Regions from separate parts of the Anser cygnoides genome. Here region 1 is linked to region 2. The links are chromatin contacts, called in public Hi-C maps. All regions are on one chromosome and are shown on one strand. Each heading gives the region's core, a stretch centred on a gene start, on an enhancer-like site or on the middle of the called end of the contact. The rest is flanking DNA. Distances are from core to core; before and after follow the strand shown. Region 1 holds the start of LUC7L2 (LUC7 like 2, pre-mRNA splicing factor). Region 2 has its middle 4.1 kb from the start of TNFRSF13C.

Evidence for each region. Hi-C and Micro-C count contacts between places; a contact is called where the count stands out from the background.
Region 1: a Hi-C map of liver shows a contact between it and region 2, with 12 times the contacts expected there. The contact joins the promoter of LUC7L2 here to the enhancer-like site in region 2. A contact is called at or near these places in 2 of 7 Hi-C or Micro-C datasets (both in liver).

Annotation. Positions count from the first base shown.
Region 1 is chr1:44,508,823-44,515,770 of Taihu_goose_T2T_genome, reverse strand. It overlaps LUC7L2 (LUC7 like 2, pre-mRNA splicing factor), which reads left to right and starts at 4,680. Exons shown (of 10, transcript XM_048078893.2): 1 at 4,680-5,030. The coding sequence starts at 4,970. It overlaps FMC1 (formation of mitochondrial complex V assembly factor 1 homolog), which reads left to right and starts at 2,807. Exons shown (of 2, transcript XM_048078896.2): 1 at 2,807-3,049; 2 at 3,148-3,406. The coding sequence starts at 2,912. The coding sequence ends at 3,342. It overlaps TRNAR-CCU (transfer RNA arginine (anticodon CCU)), which reads left to right and starts at 2,468; the gene lies at 2,468-2,540.
Region 2 is chr1:44,129,304-44,136,164 of Taihu_goose_T2T_genome, reverse strand. No RefSeq gene overlaps it. Among named protein-coding and RNA genes, the nearest start is that of TNFRSF13C, 4.1 kb to the right of the region's middle. Within about 2 kb of position 1,399, at least 2 of the 3 cell types and tissues checked have open chromatin away from gene starts, as enhancers often do. A contact at or near this core is called in liver, where this site is marked.

The DNA.
Region 1 (6,948 bases), core at 3,431-5,930, 380 kb before region 2:
TCAAATAAAAGCTGATTTGTGATTCCCCAGGTATTTCTCGCTGATCCTGTAGTCTTGTATGTAACTACAAATAACAATTTAGCTCAGAGGTGAGAACTGTAGTGTGTGTTTTATTGCCAGTAATTCCATCATGTAGCAATTAGTACCATGTTCTTGCATAGTTCTCAAGGTCCCTGTTGGAAATAGATGGAGAAATATTTTTGGACTACTGTTTAAAAAAAAAAAAATTTACAAAAATCATTAATGCTATTTTCCCCAAAAAGTCTACTGAGCAGCGTTATATTTTAGCCGTTAAACTAGTACCCTTGTTCTGTGATTTGTCTCTTGTAGTCTTCTTTTTACTGAGGGTTAGAAGCATTTCGTAAGTAATCCGTAAAATGTTGGTATTTCCTAGCTTAAAGTCAGCTGCTTACAATAAAAGGGCATCTGTGATTATAACTTCTGATGATACAAAAGCACTACGTTACGAATATTTCATTGAAAATACAGGTGTGGGTTGCAAGTCCCTTCAGTTCTGCCTGGTAACGAGGCTTAGTCAAGAGCAGAGCTTCCACGTCAATTCCTGCCCACCCAGCCAAGGGCAGTGGGGGTCCTCCCACAGACAGGTTTGGCCTCTGTATCCTTTGTTGTCACATGTGGCGTATATATTTTTAGCAACTTTGGATATAGCCAGCTTAACCCTACCTGACTTGCTGATCCCCAGGAGAATGAAGGAGGCTATGTAAAGTGAACAGCTGAGAAACCGGTGGGCCGAGCGTTTTCCTGCCCTGCTCTGTGTAGCTCAGAGCAGTCAGTCAGTTGCCTGAGCATTTTGTTACAAGCAAAACTAAAACCTTTGTAGTCCTCTGCTTCAAGCAAAGGAACGCGCAGCTACTAAGAGATGGCAAACCTCTTTGAGTTAGTGACTCCTGTGATGCTCTACACAGTCCCACGTGAATTTGTATCAGGTCACCTTCCTCCTTTTATTACTTCCGTATTTCAGATCACAGGGCTTAGTGACAGAGAGGATCCTAACAGCCACGTGCTTACCTGGTTGAGCTCTCCAGAGAAACTCCCCTGCGAAATGCTCCCCTCTTGTGACAGCAAGCCTGAACAACCAAATGCAGCTACATTTGGGTGATTAGCACCACTTTCATTTGGATTTTAGGGAGGCGTGTTCCACTAACTTCAAGGGATACTGTGTTTTAAATGTGTGATTTCCTTCCTCTCTCCTTATAAAACTGGACCTGAACACAAATTTTGAGTTGTTGCTTTTTTTTTTGTAATAATCTCAGGACCTGAAAGATTGTAGCATTTAGTGTGTCTTAAAAATGATGTACTGTACCAGCCATGGATTTTGTAAATACACCTGTCTCCCTTTTTTGTATTTTAATTTTTTAAAGTGTGTAAGGCTCTTTGCCAGAGGAACTGGTGCCTGCTTAATTTCCATCCTGAACTGAAGCGGGAAAAGGAAGAAGCTGCTGCCACAAAAGCCTGCATCAGTTCCAAATGTGTATACTGTTCTGGTCAGTTTAATGGCTGTTAGTCCTTAGTATTATTTTTTTATTTTTAATTGGGAAGCTGGTTTGTTCCCCTGCACATTCCCAGTTGTGGCTAGCAGAGCCCTATCAGGGAGACTATAAATCTCTTGTGTGTGACTACTTGACGTTTTCACTCCTTCCAGATACTCAGGTTCACATTCCCTGAGAAGTCTGATGTTTTCAGAAGTCAGGACTATTGGCCCTCCGCAAGAAGAGCTGGAGCGCATTTTTTGCTTTATCAGTGCTTTGTTCCAAACAGTAACGGGGCTTGTGTCCTATGAACCTTGCAGATGCCACCAGCTTCACCACCTGTTCCTGGAGGGACTTTCCCTCTTTTTCTTCTGCTTTCCTGAAAGGAGTGCAAAGATTTTTTTGGCAGCAGTTTTGCTCTGGGATCCACATTTAGGCAGCAGCCCCCTGTTCTGCAGTAGGAGCCTTACGCAACTGGGTGTAGCTGTTCCCTGTCCGTAATGGCGACAGGCATTTTTCATGAGTGTACTTTTTTTTTTATGTCATGTGTCTGTGCTGTATTAAATAAAGAGGAATGTACATATTAGCTCTGTCTGTGTTATTTCTCACAAAATAAAGATGTGGTTGGGGGCTTTGGGGGGGGGGTCGTTTCTCTTTGTTGTTAAATTGGATGGGGGGAGCGGCTGCTACGGCTTCCTTCAGCTGGGGCCACCCCGAAGCAAGGGCAGCACTTCAAAACTGCTTTAGAAGGAGGGGACTCTTCCTCCGGAGGCCATTATTTCAAGCCCCAGCCGAGCCCTCCTCCCTGGCCCTTCCCCGCGGCTAAGGGCGGCCGCCATTTCCCTGCTCCCCGCTCCCGGGCGGCGAGGGGCAGGCGGGAGGCACCGCCCAATGGGCGCCCAGGAGGCGTTGTCCATAAAAGGAAAGGGGCGGGAAAATGAGAGAAGTAGCACCGCAGCGCAGCCGTCTCCGCGGTAGCCCCAGTGGCCTAATGGATAAGGCATTGGCCTCCTAAGCCAGGGATTGTGGGTTCGAGTCCCATCTGGGGTGGACTTCATTTTTCTACTCCGAGCTTCTTACCTTTTTTTTATTATTAATTTTATGTATGTATTCATTATTTTACTTTTTTTATTTTTTTTTAATTTTGGCCAAAACGCAGACCCCGAAGCCCCCGCGGCGGGGCGGGCCGCACGAAGCCTCCCTCAGCGCCTGCGGCCGTCGCTCCCCTCCCCTCTCCCCTCCCCGCCCAGCAGGCGGCGAGAGCCCGGCCTCGCCTCTCGCCCTCCGCCGCTCGACCCCGGCCGCTCGGGGGAGCGGGGGCGGGAAGCGATCGCTCCGCTCGGCGCTCCGCAGCCCGCCCTGGCGGTGGCCGCGCCCCGCGGACCCGTTGCCGTGCAGCCCCGGTGCCGGCCGGTCGGAAGATGGCGGCGCTGGGCTCCCCGCTGCGGACGCTCCGCGGGCTCCTCCGCGAGCTGCGGCTGGCGAGCGGCCCGCCCGGCCGGCCCTACCGGGACACGGCCGCCTACCGGCACCTCCTGGCGGCCTTCCGCGCTCACCGGGTACGGCGGGGGCGCCGCGGCTCCTTCCCCTCCCGCTCCGCCCCCTTTCCCGGCGGCGTGAGGTGAAGCGGCCGGCCCTTGTCGCCTCCTCTCCGCAGGTCACCAGCGAGAAGCTGTGCCGGGCCCAGCAGGAGCTGCACTTCCAGGCCGCCACCTACCTGTGCCTGCTGCGCAGCGTGCGGCACCTGGCCGCCCTGCACCACGAGTACCACGGCAGGGGGGAGCGCTCGCCCGAGGAGGTGGCCGGCCTGGTGGGCTTCCGCCTGCCCCAGCAGCCGGGAGGGAAGGGCTGAAGCGGCCGCCGTGCGCCTGCCGTCGGTTCCCCAATAAACGTGCCCCGGTAGGGGAGCCGCCGAGGCCCTGCTGGCTTGTGTTTCTTGGAGGTTTTCAGTCAGCGGGTGTGGGGTGAAAGGGGAGCAAGAGGGGATCCCCTCCCGGTGGTTATCGAGTGTATCCGACCTGCCTCTTCGTCTGGGTGTCCGGTGTGACAGGCAGCCTCAGGGAATGAAGGGGTTACCTATAATAGAAAACTAGGCTAAAAACCTCACTGTCCAGCTATCGTAAGGCAGTTAAAACTTTCTTTTCTTCCCCTAAATCTGTAGGTGAAGGGATTTGCCCATTTTCTGTAGGGTTTTCCTGCCATGTTCTGTACATTGGGAATTTTCCAATGGAAAAGGAAAAGCCCGATTTCCAATTCCAATTCCCAAAGGAAAGGCCCTTTCTTTGGGGCATTAGAAGGTTCTTGTGAGTGCTGCTGTACTACTTCCTCACCTTGAAGATTTTCATCCGTGGCAATGACCTAGTGATAATGACTCAGAATACTGCTTCCTAGTGAACTGCAAATTTCTGAATGTCTTGAAGTGGTTGGCTCAGACTAGGCCTTTTGTGCCTGTTTCACTGTGAATCTTGGAGAAGCTTCCTTAAGCAGTGAAGTGATGCCTGTCAGTAACACCAGATGTGTAAGTCAGACGACAGTGAGTTACAGTCCAAGCGATAATGCTGTTTTCTTGTCCTGCGACCTGGAACAGCAAGCTTCTTTTTATAAGGAAAGAAACATTGGTTTCAGTTGTCAGAAGAGGCTTGTTCTGTGCCAGATGCTTAAGAAACCTGTACCAAGGGTGACTTACAACGGCTGTAAATGCGAGGCTGGGCTGTAATTGCGGGAGGAGCTTAATAAAGAACGACCAACAAAAGAGCGCTTGGCTGGGCTTTGCCGGGAGGGAAGACAAAGCGTGCTGTCAGAAACGCGCTGCGAGCCAAACCGCTTCCCCTCAACGCGTGCCCTCGCTCGCCTCTCCCCTTAGTTAACACCAGCCCAGCCCCGGGGCAGCGGGCGGGCGGAGCAGCCCCTCAGGCCCGGGGCGCTGGGGCCAGCAGAGGCCGGCAGGGACGCGAGGCGCCCGGCCGCCCGCAGCGCTGCCCCCTAAGATGGCGGCGGGCCGCGGGGGGAGGCTCCGGGGCGCCCAGAGCGGTCCTCGCGTCACAGCGGCTCCGCGGGGCCCCCCCGCCAATCACCGCGCCGCGCGTCGCGGCCAATGGCTGGGCGCCGAGCGCCGGCCGCGCTGACGTTGGCGGGGAGGTGGGAGGCGAGGAGGAGGAGGGCGCGTGCGCGCGGGTTTCCGTTAGCGCCGGCGCGCGCGCGCGTGGCAGGCGGGAGGAGCGGCGGGGGGAGGGGAGGCGGCGGCGGCACCGAGCCGGGCGCGGGGCAGAGGCTCCCCCGCTCCGCCCTCAGCGTCAGCGCCCGCTGCTCTCGCTGCACCTCCGCGTCCCCCCCGTGCCCTCGGCGGGGAAGCGGGGCTCCGCCCGGGCCCGCACCGTGACGCGTAGGGGGAGGGCCTCGGGCCGCGCCGGGCCTCGGGCCTTGTAGGCCGCAGTCGGCGTGAGGCGGCCGGGCCGGGCCGGGCCCCCCCCGCGCTCAAGATGTCGGCGCAGGCCCAGATGCGCGCCATGCTGGACCAGCTCATGGGCACGTCCCGGGACGGTAAGCGCCCCCCGGCCGGGGCCGCGCTCGGAGCCGGGGCGGGGGCCGGGAGGGGGCCCGACGAGCCGCCGCCGTTGTCCGCCCGCTCGCCCGCCCTAGGAGCGGGCCCGGGGCCCCGCGGGGACGATGCGGCCGCCGGGGGCCGCCGCCGCTCTTGAGGCCCAGCCCGGCCGCCGAGCGCTGCCCGCGGGGCCCCCGGAGAAGCGGAACCGCGCCGCGGCAGGGCCCGGCCGCGTGGCTCGGCCCCGCGGGGAGCAGCGGGCAGCCGCGGCCGGGCGGGGGGGCGCGGGCAGAACAGCCCCAGCCCCCCCCCCCCCTTTGGCGGAGCAGGGCGCTCGTGTCACTGTAGTCTGAAGTCTGACCCAAACCATCATTTCTGCCGGCTGGGTGGGTCTGCCTGCTGCTCTCTGAAAGAGAGGGTTTAGTCGCTCCCAGCGGATGAACTCCCCCTATTTTTTTTTTCCCCTTTGTTAAAGAAAATCACGTTTTAACACCTAGAGGCAGTAATCCTGAGACAGAGAGACACGGTAGTTACAATCAGGCTTCTGATCACTTTGCGGTCACATCGTGAAATAGAAAATTATCACTGCGTACAGGTTCTCAGATTTATTTTTTTTTTCACGCTCCACAGTGATGTTTGAACGGCAGTGATCCGTAAGTGTAGGTAGTGTGGCGACTGCTAGGGAAGGGGAGGCCCTGGTGTGATGTGTAGTATCTCATTTATGAACAAGAGAATGCTGCCCCTGAGGGTAGACTGTGGTTACAGATGATTTTAGTGTTCTGCATGTTGTACTCACTCTCGCAGGTATGCTACGTGTTTGTTGAAGCTTCGTGATTTATTAATGATTATCTGTGTTCCCATGCACTGGGTAGGATATATGAACTGGGATTTACTTTGCACGTGCCGGTCATCTCTTGGAACCAGGGCAATATGATCTTTTCAGCTTTTTTGATAGGGTTTGGAATTTTAAATAAATGTAACAAGTTTTCACGTACCCAGGATATCATGAATGCTTCCTGCTACGTGCTTACAGCTGTTCTAAACAGGGGCACGATAACCTCATAGGAAATTTACTATTATGCAGAGGTTGCCTTCGAGAGCAAGGCTGGTTAGCGAGTAGTCAGTGTGCAGGATCTGACTTGGAGTGATTTTTTTGTCTCATCCCAGAAGATTTTGAATGCTTCCTGTTGTGGTGTGAGTGCTCAGCTTGGCCATGTAACATGGTGCTCATGAAATTCAAGGCTTCCCAGCGCTAGCACCCAGCTGGCTGTCTCAAAAGGGTACCTAAGACTGCACAGGAAGCTTAAAAGGGGTGAAGGCTTTTGCAGTTTTTGAATGCGTTTTCCGCTGGCGGTGGAAGAAGGGCGACTGACATGTGAGAGCTGCTTAAAGATGCTAAATGACAGTTACACTTAAGACCTAAGCTAGGAAAACCAATCGCATACTAGGTTTCCCTTAGCTTTGTGAGAAAGCAGTCATTTTATTGATAACTATATTGCCCCCTCCCACCCAGCTTGTAAATCCGGAGCTGCGGGTGCTGAAGTGAAAGTGGCTTACTGAGAGGAAGCATCTAAACAAAGTTGACGGGATGGGGAAGGATAAGGAAAAAAGGCTGTTTGCAATACTGGCTTCTATTATTGGATTAGGTGGAGAATTGGGGATCTCAGTGTAACACCATTTTAGTTCTTTTTAAAAAATAAATAAAAATTCCAGTGGAGCATTATTTAAACCAGAGTGCTCCCAGGGACTGAAAATCATCATTTTCTGTGAAGCTGGCACCCTTGTAAATTCAAGGCCAGGTTCAAGGTCACTGAAATATTGCTAGCCTTGTGAGTAGTGGGTTTTGGCTTTTTTTTTTTGTTTCGCTCCCCCATCACCTCTGACAAATACTCTTGTTTCTAGTAATATGCAAATCAC
Region 2 (6,861 bases), core at 150-2,649:
CAGAGGACACGCAAGGTTGGTTGTCAGCTGGAACAAAGGAGCTGAACCAGTCAGCTGTGTTACGGAGTCCAAAAGGGCCGGACTCTGGCTAAAACCCAGCGGAGAAAGATGTGCAAACACTCATGGCCACGTAGGAAGGACGGGGCCTAGCGCTGCACCGCTGCCACTGCTTGCCACGACTGCGCCACTGGAGAGGGGCAATGGCGCCGAAAGACCGGTTTCTCCGTTGGCTGTGCCGGCTCGGCCTCGCTCTCACTTTGGGTCCCTCAAAATAAAATGAGACCGTGGTTCAGAATAGACTGGTTTCGATTCGCTCTCGACGTGCAGGTGCAGCCTGGGGGAGGGGAGGGGAGGCCTGCGGCACAGAACGAAAAATGAACGAGTCTTTCGTGTCCTCTGCAACTGCTGTAGGGCAGGGAGACTTCCGCCACCTAGGCCACGCTCCGGTTGCCTCTGATAACTACAGGCCTCAGGAGCGATTTCTCTGGCTGTGCTTTCTTAACTGGTGAAAATGAAACTTTCTTTGGTTCGCCCGGAACGAAACCCCGGTGCGCTACTGTCCAGCACCTTCAAACCTTGTGGGTTGTTTTCCATCGCTGTGTTAGATACAGATTTTTTCTCCTACCACTTCTAAAGGAGAAAGATGCTGTTTGTGCTGCCTACAGGTGGCTGAATCCTAGCTGGTACAAAATAAAAGCTAGTTCCTTAAGAGCAACATCTCGCTTCACCTTGGGGCAAATATTTTTCTTACTCTTAGGAAAAAGTCTTTAATAGAACTGGCAGGGGAAGTGGAGCGTATCTAAGAATATGACACTGTGTCTCAGGTCCATCATGTTTTACAACCGAAAGTAGTTGGGACACATCTAAAGCTACAGCTACAACTGTGTAAATACCTCTAGGAACTGTCAGCTATTGGTTTAGACAGGACATAACAAAGCAGAGCAGACGAGGCAGCTGAGGATACCTTTCATCTAGATGGGGTAGCCAGCGCTAATGTTTGATAAAGGTCTTGTGAAAGTAGTGTTTGGACTGTGATCAGGCACATGGAGGGCCTGAAGTTGAATTAAGGCTAGTCACTTGGGTTCTGTTGTGTTTGAACATCACCAAAGACCTTGTCCAGCTGGCTAAAATCTAAACTAACAGAAATATTTTGGAGTTTTTTTTCTCTTCATCTCTCTGTGCCTCAGTTCCCTATCTGTTTGGAGATGTACTAGAAGAAATCCCCCTCTCTTTGGCAAAAGTACTCAGCTTTGCTGGTTTGACTACTTCAATTTGTGGATGTTTTTGTTTGTCAGCTGTGCATCAGCAAAATTAGTGTGAAAGCAGTTTAATTAGTACAGTAGGACTTATACCAGTAGCACTGAAGTAAGCTTTGGTGAAGCAGTGCTTTTGAGCTGGTGGAGCTGAGTGAAACTAACGGGGGCTCTCCTGCTACAGCAGCGTGACCCACAGGAGCAAGATTTTGTATCCTCACCATGCTAGCCGAGCTGCTTATGGAGGTGCTAAGAGATTTCAGCACAAATCAGCATGGTTAGCATTATCTGTCTGGATTATAGCTCTCTGTTAGCCCAGGTTTTCCAAGAGAAGCTTTTCTTGCTGGCTTTGCAGCACCAGCACTTAAATCAGACCAACTTTTAGGTGCAGCAAGACACGTGGTGTGCCCAGTCTGTACTGTCGGGGGGAGAGCCCGTGCGCTGATACGGGGCCTGGAGTAAATGATCTCTGTCCTGCAACAGCCATCGGAGATAAACCCAGCCCTGGCGATTTGCCTGCCCTCAAGCCTTGAAACTGGTGGTAGAGATCTAGACTCAAGGCCACCCCTAATATTTGCTCTGGCTGAACCTGGATGTCCCCGCTCTTCTGTCTCCCTGGGCAGGCCCAGGCCCCCGGCCGTCTCCCCTGCAGGCCAAGTGGTCTCCGTTTCCCACCCGTTCGGTGACCAGCTGTCCTTCACTGCTGGGGAAAGTGATTTGTATGCAAGAGAAAGCAAGGGCTGGCACAGCCCAGAGCCGGAGCAGAAACGCCGGGCTCGCTTTGCCTCCGTGGATGTGATTTCTTGCATGGCTCTGGGCACGTGTGTTAAAAGTCACTGTGCCTTGCTGGCACTGCCCGTAAAGCAGGAGCCGTGTCCTCCACGATGGGGGTGAGTTGACATTGGCACCGTGTTTTGGTGTCCTTGGGGTTACACATCCAGAACAGTGCTCTCCTGATGAGCTGAGGTTGGTGTTTGCCGCAGCTCTGGGGGAAGGTAAAGGGGGGCTTGGTGGGACCCTCCTGAGCTCGGACGTGTCTGCCCCTTGCCACCTGCCCCTGCAGCGGCGAGGCTGACACCAGGCTCCCTTCCTTCTCACAGGGCCTTGCAGCACGGCTGAGTTTTGTTGCGAACTGGGGCAAACCCACCTTCTGAAGTGCTGAAATTCCCCGCGCAGCCGAGTTGTCCTTGAGCTGGCTGGGGGGGAGAAATCAAAGTCTCTGGCTCTCTCTCACCGTTAAATATTAATACGGCGCGGCGATGCTAAGCAGGACGGATCCCCTCGGGCCGGCTTGGATGTGATGAGCCGGAGCGGTGGGATGCGGGGACTTAGGGGGCGATGGCACTTGCCCAGAAGCCCCCGCAGCTGAGCGGCGCGGGCTCGTGGCACGCGGGCCGCAGGAGGAGCTGCCACATGCCACGGTGCTGCGGTCCCCCTCGGGCTCACCGCATCGCGAGGGGCTTGTGTGACACGTCTAGCCCTGCAAGCAGCCCTGGAAGGAGCTGTGGATGTCCCCCTGCCCCGTCGTGTCCTTGGCGGGGGGAAGTCAGCGGTGTGTGAAAGAGCCCGTGCTTTACATACGTGCGCCTCCCCACCGCCGGCCCAGGTGCAGCTGCGGGCTGGGCACGAGAGCCCCGGGGGCTCTGCACGTCACAGGAAGGAGCACTGAGGTGGGGTGAGGATGAAAACAAAGCGAGAAGCTGCCTCCCCTTGGGAAACAGGGCCCCCGCTGTGGTGCGGGGGCTGCTGTGTCCTCTGTCGTCCGCATCCTCCCACTGTCACCTCCGCGCCGCAGCGAGCTGTGCCCGGGGAGCTGAGGCACCGCGCTCGAGGGCGGGCGGTTTGAGCGCAGGAGCCAGGCAGAAGCGTTGTGGTGAGCGCTGGCAATGCCTAAAAAGCCCAGATTGTTGGACACACCGCAGAGGCTCCCCCCGATTTTTGGCAGTTTGGTGTATTTTCCTTTCCTTTCCACGCCCTCAGGTTCTGACTGAGGCTGGGGGACCTGTGAGACACCCGTTATCGGCAGCGGTCAGCTCACAGCTCTCTCCACCCTTTGTGCTGGCTGCTTGCCCCGATGTCACAGCAGTGTTGGCATCGCCCCAGCGTGAACGTACGCGGTTGTTTTCCCCTGCCCTGTTCCCTCTTCGAACTCGCGCAGAGCTGACAGATGTGGAGCCCGCGCTGCGTTCAGCTGGGCTCCGACTGTAGCTACCTGTGGCTCTTGCTGCAGCCGAGAACCTCTCTTCGCAGCCATGTGCCGGCGTTGCCTAACTAATCCTCGCCCTCCCCACGACTCGGGGCCTCTTGCTGCTACGCTGAGCAGCAGATCAAAGGCTTCAGAGCTGGGGAAGCTCTGGGAACAGCATGGTGTTTCCTCGTATGAGTGTACCAGCAGCCTTCGCCTCGCTTTGCAGAGAGCAATTTTACTACCTGGTGCTCTGTCTCAATCTTTTCCATCCCCTGGTTCCCATGTTGTAACCTGACGTGCCCGTCCTGAGCAGTTCTCCCTCCTGTTTTCTGCTCCCGGGGAAACGGAGCGGAGCTGCTTGTGTGCAGCTGTTGCATAATGCTGACCTACTTTGAAGACGGGTTGGTGGGCTGCGTAGCGTTTGTCCTGGTCGGGGTAACCCCTCCGGGGCGTCACGTCCCCTGCTCTGGGCTCGCGCTTCCCCCGGCCCCGCTGCACGTGGGCTCTCACCTGCGCCAGGCTGCTCCCCGCGCGGTTTGGCTTAGCTCAGCCACTGCATGGGACTAATACGTAGTGATGGTGTCCTATAAATTATAGAGTCGGTACGTTCGCCATCTGCTCTGCGCTGAAAGCTGAGCGTGATTGAGACCTTCCCCCCTTCCCAAAGCTCGGCTCGATTGCCGGGCTGAGCGTGCGGCTCTCCTCTGAGTGCTCCTGATCTAATCAGGTGAGGAGGGAGGTTTGTAAGCAGGCTGCGATGTTCCTGCGCCCTAAGTGAGAGCCGAAGCACTGGCCAGCATCGTAGTGCCAGGAGGATGTGAGTAAAAAGTGAATCTGATTTCATGCTAATTAGGTTCTAAACAGAGTGAATGCTGATTGCGGTGGTCATATCAAAGAATCAAAATAGTAATGCAAAGAGCAAAGGAAACCCCAGAGTGATTCATATGAGAAGGGGAAATAAAGAGAGCCATGGGGGAAGAGGGAGTTTGAGGGGGACTAAATTGCTCTGCTTACCCAAAAGCAGAGGGGATTTGAATCAGATTATCCTCATTAGATGTCTCTTTAAAGCATCATCAAGCGAAATGAATGGTCTGGGGGAGAGCTTGCAGGCATGGTGTCTGCGATTATCACCAGGGATTTACAGTCCTGGTTATCTAGCTCAGAGACAAGATGATTAGAGGGCTAAAAAGCTGTATCTATCCTCATCCTCTGCATTTGGGGGGGGGGGGGGGGGGGGGGGGGGGGGGATGCTGTATGGCTGCATGGTTCTTATAAGCCCACACCCTGTGGCAATTGATCCCTGTGTTGCTGGGGGCACTGCCTCGGGTGGGGAGCACAAGATACGAGCGCAGAACCATGAAAGGCAGCCGGGCACTGGTGCTGCTATCTGGAGAGGGAGGAGAGGGGATGCTGTCAGCCGGAGCCTCGCGGCCGGCCGTGCGGCGGCGACAAGCTCGCTGCTGCGGGGCCCGTTTCGGTGCGGCGGCCGCTTGCTTCCCTGCCTCTCATCCCGGGCTCATGCCCGAACACGTGCGGCTCTCTCCTCTCGCAGCGCAGCAGCTCGTGGCAGCGCTGTGGGGCTGAAACCAGCTTGAGTTTGGCATCTGACCGTCCCGCAGCCCGCAGCCAACGCCGCCGTGCTGCGCCGGCTCAGCAGCTCACGGGTGACGGGGCAGCAGCCAAAACCAAAGATGCTGGCAGGGGTCCGGGAGGCCATCCTTGCACCTACCCAAAGATAAGTGTCCATGTGTGGCGGGACCCTGATGCACCCTGCCAGCAAATCAGTTCCCTGGGCAAACATCATTTCTTCTGGTTTGGAATCATTTGTGGGAGCACGCTTATTTTCCCAGGGTGATCTGCTAGTCAAATGTACTCACCGAACTCTTCCCGTGCGTGAGCTTGAAACTCCCGCAAGTAGCTGGCCACAAGTAAGTGCTATGCAAAATTCAATCTGGGCTGCTTAGCTCAGCTTTGGCTTCCAGACCAGCTCCGTACCCCTCGCTGCTGGGGCAAGGACAAAGGGCAGACGTGACCCTCGGTGGGTCTGGCTCTGGGGCCCCCTCCCCGGCTGTGCAGAGCTGCTGCGGGGTCGGCTCCAGCCCAAACCTGCCTGGAGCACAGTTTTCATTGCTTAGGGTTGCCTGGTGCATCGTGTTAGAGGTTCGTCCCGAAGTTGCCGGGTCTGCCAGATAAACACCTAGCAGCCTCTGCGATCAACACGTCTTTGGGTTTCCGGCACACATAAGCACAAGGTGAACTTTCGGTGGATATTTTCTGATGCAGCCAGCGCTGCTTGCACGTGTGAGTCACTTCACCCACCGTGAGGCTGGAGGAACCGCTCACGTGGGACCCGTTCCCCACATGTGGGACCCATTCCCCACGTGTGGGACAAGGGCCTGCCTTTGCTCCCCGGGCTGTGCGTGCTGCCCGTGCTGCTCGTGGGCTCTCCGTGGGGCTGGCGGGACGATCCCGGCCGTGGGCAGCCCCCCTCCTGCATGTCTGGGGCAGGTGGCGGCAGGGATTGAGCATTCTCTGGCTCCAGTATTGAGGCATAACTCCGAAATCGCTCTTTTGATATTTTTTGCTGGTTTATTTGTTTAATAAAACCACTTGGTTAGCTAGGCTCCCAAGCTCCTGGGGCTTTCGTTTGCAGAGAAGATAAGAAAAGCGCATTTCCTTATCCAGTGAGTCATTTTTCCTGCTCTTTAATTATGCATTTGTGCTATTATCAAGCGTATTCAGCCTTTAGATGTGAGCACTCCATAACACTAACCAGCCGCTGAGCCTCAACTTTTCCCGCTCCAAAAGCGATGCTTCTACGGGGGCCAGAGAGGCGGAGGTGCGGGAGGCAGCGGGGGCCGGTGCGGGGAGCCCTGGGCGCGCTGGTCACACGTGAGCGCTGCCGGGAAAGTCAGCGGTGATTTTCTCCATGAGTAAGCCCTGCTATGTGTGAGTTCAAACATCATCTCCCTGGCCCGGGTGGGAGCAGACGGGGCAGGAAGGGAGCAGGAAGGAGCTGCAGAGAGCTCCCCACACTACCAAGCCGCCTCTCGGGTGCTGGCCCTAAATGCCCACAGGTTCCCCCAGACACCAGTGGGGAATCAGCCGTGTGCTCTGAGCACCCTCAGCCCCCTGGAAGCCAGAAGGGCACAGCCAATTTTACCACTTCACAGGAAAAATACCTCACAGGAGGCACAAGCCCTGGCGGTTTATGCGGCGAGGCAGCGAAGCAGCACCTGTGGGTGCCTGCAGCAGCGGCGAGGCAGAGGGTGCCGAGTTCACCGCTGCGCCTGGCACTTGCGGCCTCGAAGCAAGAGAGAGGGAAGTGCTTGGCGTGCTCGGGGAGTTTTCATTTGAGTAAGGCCGAGGTGGAAGAACTGAGTCACCGCGGCTGGGGCCGCGCTCCTCGGAGGAGAACGG